Linked DNA regions of Ovis aries: region 1 is linked to region 2. Evidence: chromatin contacts called from public Hi-C data. All regions are on one chromosome and are shown on one strand. Each heading gives the region's core, a stretch centred on a gene start, on an enhancer-like site or on the middle of the called end of the contact. The rest is flanking DNA. Distances are from core to core; before and after follow the strand shown. Region 1 has its middle 98 kb from the start of HSF2BP. Region 2 has its middle 100 kb from the start of SIK1.

Evidence for each region. A called contact is a pair of places that touch in the nucleus more often than the background predicts.
Region 1: a contact with region 2 is called in a Hi-C map of tail adipose tissue, with 1.6 times the contacts expected there. The contact joins two enhancer-like sites. A contact is called at or near these places in 2 of 16 Hi-C or Micro-C datasets (muscle and tail adipose tissue).

What each region holds. Positions count from the first base shown.
Region 1 is chr1:264,306,321-264,309,020 of ARS-UI_Ramb_v3.0, reverse strand. No RefSeq gene overlaps it. Among named protein-coding and RNA genes, the nearest start is that of HSF2BP, 98 kb to the left of the region's middle. Within about 2 kb of position 1,435, at least 36 of the 54 cell types and tissues checked have an H3K27ac peak or open chromatin away from gene starts, as enhancers often do. A contact at or near this core is called in tail adipose tissue, where this site is marked.
Region 2 is chr1:264,104,969-264,107,668 of ARS-UI_Ramb_v3.0, reverse strand. No RefSeq gene overlaps it. Among named protein-coding and RNA genes, the nearest start is that of SIK1, 100 kb to the left of the region's middle. Within about 2 kb of position 1,343, at least 15 of the 54 cell types and tissues checked have an H3K27ac peak or open chromatin away from gene starts, as enhancers often do. A contact at or near this core is called in tail adipose tissue, where this site is marked.

The sequences.
Region 1 (2,700 bases), core at 186-2,685, 200 kb before region 2:
CACCCCTGCCCCCCCGGCACTTCCTGCCTGGACCACATGTGGACACAGGTCAAGTTCAGTAATGATGTCCCTGGCGTGACCATGAGTGGTTGCAGCCACAGTTCTTGTCTGGGAGTGTGTGTCTGTGTGCGTGTGGATCCAGGTGTGCGATCTATACATGTGTCTGCACACGTGCATGTGTGTATCTGTGTGGGGTTTGTCATTCCTCTCTGCGATGATGAGCAGGTGGCCTGGCCCTGACTACCCTGTTATACCTGGTCTCCAAGCCCATGAAATCTGGCAGGAATTTGGCCACAAATTAAGAAAACCCAAGCCTCAAGGTGTAGATTTCTTTCCAGGAGTGGAAGGGATGCATGTAAAAGGGTGAAAATCCAGAAGCAGCAGTGTCCTTGGAGATTGTCCTCCAGGGAATGGCCTCAGCCTCAAGTCAGTGGCACAGACTGGTTAGGGACTGCTCACGGGGCTGACCATCACCCGTGTTTTGTCTGCATGGGCCTGTCACTGAGGGATTGTTGTTAGTTTCTGTCTGACGTTGCAGTCAGGAGCTTCCAGCGCAGAGCCCAGGAAACTCATCGTGAGCCAGGGCCTCCACCGAAGGGGCTGGACTAGGGTTCAGGTTGGACACTTGTTCTCCTGCCCCCTTGCTCTGTGTCCCCAGGGTGGGTGGGGCCTAGGGTTTGTGTGTGTGTATGGGAGGGCTGTGGCTGCAGGTCTCCGGGCAAGTGAAGACCACCTGTGTCTCTGGGGCTGTATACCTGGTTCACTGTTTCTGGCTGTGGACCAAGTGTACTGTGCTCTGACCCTGGGCCAGGCTTCAGGGGGTGGCGATGGTGACAGATGACAGGCCCCTGAGCCTGCAGGTCAGAAACTCTGCGGTCAGGTGTGCACTTCCCCTTGAACCCAGCAGGGCGATCAGTATGCAGGGCTGGAGGGCAGCCTGAGGCAGAAGCCCGTCTACTCCTTGCTCTGCTCCCCTCAGTCCTGAGACCTCAAGCCCCTTCTTAATCTGGTCTTCCCACCTGTGCTGGAAAAATCCCGCTCCTGGAAGTTGCCCGGAGAAAAGCCCTGACGTGTTGTCAGGTAGTGGGAGTGACAGGGAAATGAGCAGACCAGGTCCCGCCGCTGGAGGCGGAGACGCACGCTCTGGGGCGAGGGTCTGCCTTGAGGCCCAGCTGCCTGCCCGCCGGCCCCTCCTGCCTGGGGTCGGATGCCGCCTTCACCCTACTGAGTGCTGGCGTCACAGCTTGAGAGACTCAGCGCCCAGGAACACAGGGCCCCTGAGGCTGTGGCCACGCAGGGAGCGCTGGCCGGGCTCTGGCAGGTGGAGCGCCTTCCTGTTTATCCCGCAATTAGTCACAGCAACTGTGACCAGGACGCGCCGTCTCGGCCTGTTGATCCCCGGGGCCCTGCCTTGGGCTTGCACAATCGGCTCTTGAGGGCAGGATAGCTTCTGCTTTCCCCGGAACCTGCCACCCTTGCCCCACTGGGCACGCACTTCCTCTTCCAAGCCCTCCCGGAACATTTTGGCCCGGGACACGCTCTGCCCTGTTTGGGAGGGGCAGCCTTCATCGCGGCGGACAGAGCCACTGCTCCCATGTCGCCGGCCAGAGGGGCTGGGCTTGGGGGGCTGGGGGGCAGCCTGAGCCCCTGGCAGGTGAAGGGACTCGCCCCGCTCCGGGTTCCTGGGGCTTGACAAGTGTGCTCAACAGGAAGGCAAACGTTCCATTGGGTTCTGCTCTTTTGTGAGGGCGTGGAGTCCCATGAGGCCGTGGAGTCCCATGAGGCCATGGAATCCCCTGAGGCCGTGGCTCTGAAAGAGAGCTGGATGATGCCCTCGGGTGGTTCACATGGCTCTCGCCCACAGCAGCCAGGCTCCCAGTGGGTGGCCAGCCCTCCTAGGGCCCAGACGCAGACAAGAGGGGAGAGGGGGACTGGGGTTGGGGGAAGTGTGTGTGGGAGGAGAGCGTGCCTCCCACAGGACTCTGCTTCCGACTCCACCCCCTGGTCTCCGCCCACTAGGCCAGGGAAGTACAAACGTGACCTCAGGTGACAGTTTTTCATTCTTAGAAAATCACTCAAATGGGGCCATTTATCAGAAAGGGGCTTTTTCACACGGTCCATGGGGTTTTCCATGGGGATTGAAAGCAAAAGGAGAAGGGGGTGGCAGAGGATGAAATGGTTGGATGGCATCACCGACTCAATGGGCATGAACTTAAGCAAGCTCTGGGAGATGGTGAAGGACAGGGAAGCCTGGTGTGCTGCAGGCCATGGGTTCGCAGAGAGTTGGACAGGACTGTGACAGCAGAAAGGGGTGGGGCCCTGGAGCCAAGCTGCCGCTTCGGGTCGCATCCAAGTCAGCTTTCACTTTTGCATTTGGAACGTGTGTGTTTTTTGGTCTAGTTTTCATTTCTCCCCAGTGCATTTTGTCTGGGCTCCTGCTGCAGCCTGTCTGCATTTCTCTAGAACGCCCCAAGCACACGAGCGGTCAGAGGCAGCCGATGCTGCCTGCAGGGCGAGCCTGCCATCAGGCAGTGACCCCGAGGACACTGGACAGACGCCCTGACCCCACAGCCTGACCAGCAGGGTGGCCCACCCACGCCCCTGCCACGTTGCTGGCTGCCGGCCTGTGCCCAGCCATGTGGAGAGTCTTGTCTGAGATTCACTTGACTCCTCACCGCTGCCCAGCCTCAGAGGCCCACC
Region 2 (2,700 bases), core at 94-2,593:
TCAGTCTCAGGCTAGCCTCATCTCCACAGGGCTGCGGGGGAGGGTAGTCGCCAGGGGTCCTCCTCTGGGGGCAGGAGGGGCTGCTGGCCTGAGGCTGCCAGAGTCCCAGCGTCCTCACCCTCCAAATGTGGTCTGCGGGAACTGGGCCCTACATACATGTGGTCGCAGGAGACAGAAGGAGGTTGAGCAGCCTGCAGTCCAGTGACTGGATTGGAGGGGGAGCCCTGCAGCCCTGAGCTGGGGGTGGCTGGCGGCCCTCAGGAGCTGGAGGAGAGGGGTGGGTGGGCATCACCTTGCCGCCTTTTCAGTGGCTGCTCTTGGGATTTTCTGAGCTGCAGATGCAAACCAACTGCACCACCAGGAGCTGCTCCGTGGGGAGGTTTAGAGAACTAAGGAGCTCAGAGCAGGCCTGGAGGAAGTTCGTTCAGCGGGTGCTATGACCCAGAGGCAAAGTTTGCCTCTGCGCTAGACCATGAACTTACAGGGTCACCCCAGACCCGGGCCTGAAACTGCTGCCCTGAAGGAGGCTGTGGATGATGAAGGCCCTGATCTGCTGCTTCCCAGCCCTGCTGTGCGTCCCCCACTCCATCCCCACCCGCCTCTTCTGGGAGCCGCAGAAAACGACCCAGAAATGCAGCCCTCCAGCCCCTGCAGGGTCTCAGACCTGGGCCCCCAACTCTGTGTTAGCAGCTCCTGCCTGACTCCTGTGGACAGAACTGCCGCCCACCCCCAGGGGACCAGCAATTCAAGGTCCCTGGTCCAGAGCAAAGCCAGTGGGTGCAGAGGGCAGGCCTCACCACTGACCACGCAGGGACACGCCTATGCATCCCCTTGAAATTGCTGAAGAGCTACTGTGAGGCAAGGAAGGGAGCAAGCACTCCTCAAGTAGGCCAGAGCCCATCCTCGACCCTCCTTCTGTCCCACTCAGCTCCAACTGCGCCCTAAACATAACGGCACCAGTGGCTTCTCTTGAGCCTGCGGGACTCAGGCCCACCTGGGCAGTGGTGGTACAGTGGGCTTGCCTCTGCAGCTCGGAAAGTACCAAGAGAAGCCATTGAAAAGGCAACAAGATGATGCTCAACCTCCCTGTTGCCAGCATCCCCTTTCCCCTGGAAAGAGGGGCAGTGCTCATCTCAGGCTGGTCCCCCAGGGCAGTGGGAAGCTGTCCAGCCCCAGAGCTGACATGCGGCCACTTGGCAGCCAAGCTGGCTGGCTATGATGGCAAAGTCAAGCCAACAAAGCAGACCATTAAAAAGCAATCCCAAGGCACTTGCCCACACCCCAGGGCGGGCGTGCTGGAACGAGGCATGGCGCACACTTCTTGGCAGAACACCCAGACCTCCTGTCCTTGTTAGCCGGCTGCAGCCGGGACTGGACGCTTAGGGCCGGATGGGCGGGGAGCAGACGGGGCTGAGTCATGGCAGATGAGAGGAGGAAGTAGGTGACCTGCATTGTCCCCAGGTCCCCTCTGCTTGGTGAAAGGCTCCGAGGACCCTGCCCACACTCAGTCCCTCCCTTTTCCTTTATTGTCTCATTCATTCATTTGCCCATCCATCCATCCGTCAGGGAGCCAGGTGCTGTCCAGGGTTCTGGAGACACAGCAGAGAACCAACGTTGGTCCCTGCCCCTACGCAGCTGGCAATTCAGAGCAGAGTCTGGAAACCCGAACGGCCACAGAGCTGGCCCGTGATGCAAGGCAGCGATGGGGGGTGATGGTGTGCGGAAAACAACAGGGAGAGCAGAACGCACGCCTGGACCCAGGAAGGAAGGCAATGAGATGACGGGGGCTTGTAGAGAGGAACACACACAAGTGTCCATCCTCTACGTGTGTTAGTTACCCCAGGCCTCTGAACCACAACAGCCAGAGCTAGGACCAGGAACCTGGATTTGAAGGCCCTGCCCGAGGTTGTGATCTAAGCCTCCACCTCCAGGGAGCTAATGGGCCATGGGCCCCACAGCCACGCTGACACCCTGTGCCAAGACCACACTCCCTGAGGCTGCTGCCCAGTGTCCATGGGACACACATGGGGAAGCCAAGGTGGCCCACACCTGGGGTACCTGCACTCCAGCCAAGCATAGCCCGAAGCCTCCCTGGGGCCTGACCGAGCCTTCCCTCACCTCCCCCGCTCTGCCTGGCACTAGGGTCGGGCCAACTCTGCCATCTCAGGCTCTCTCAACTTTTCCCCCGTCCTGCTCACTTCCTGCCACATCGGTATTTCCCCTAACAAAGTCCCATCTTAGCATCTGCTCCTCTCATTGCCCAGACTAACATCCCCTCGGGCACCTTAGCCCTGGCCAGTCTCAGACCAGAGTCTGCTGGTCCTCTTGTGGGCCTTGCAGTGGGTGTAAAGGTCAGTGGCCGAGGCAAGAGAAGACCCAGGCTCTGGGCCCGTCCTTCCATCGGCCAGTGTCTTGTCTCTGGCCACGCTGGACCCGTCTCCAGGCCTTGTTTGCTGGTGGAAAGGGGGAAGAGGGACCAGATATTCGCAGGCACCTTCTGGCTCTCGGCATGGCATGGCCTGTGCCCTGGTTTCTGGCCTGGGACCCGGGCTCTGCCTGCAGCACTGAGCACACGTGGGGCCAAGGTCAGGAGCCGCTCTGAGGGGGTCCCCCACCCTCCCCACCCATCGGCCCTTCACTTTCAGCCCCAGCTTCTGTGGTCCTGCACTGTCTCCAATATCTAGAGGGCTTTCATGCGGC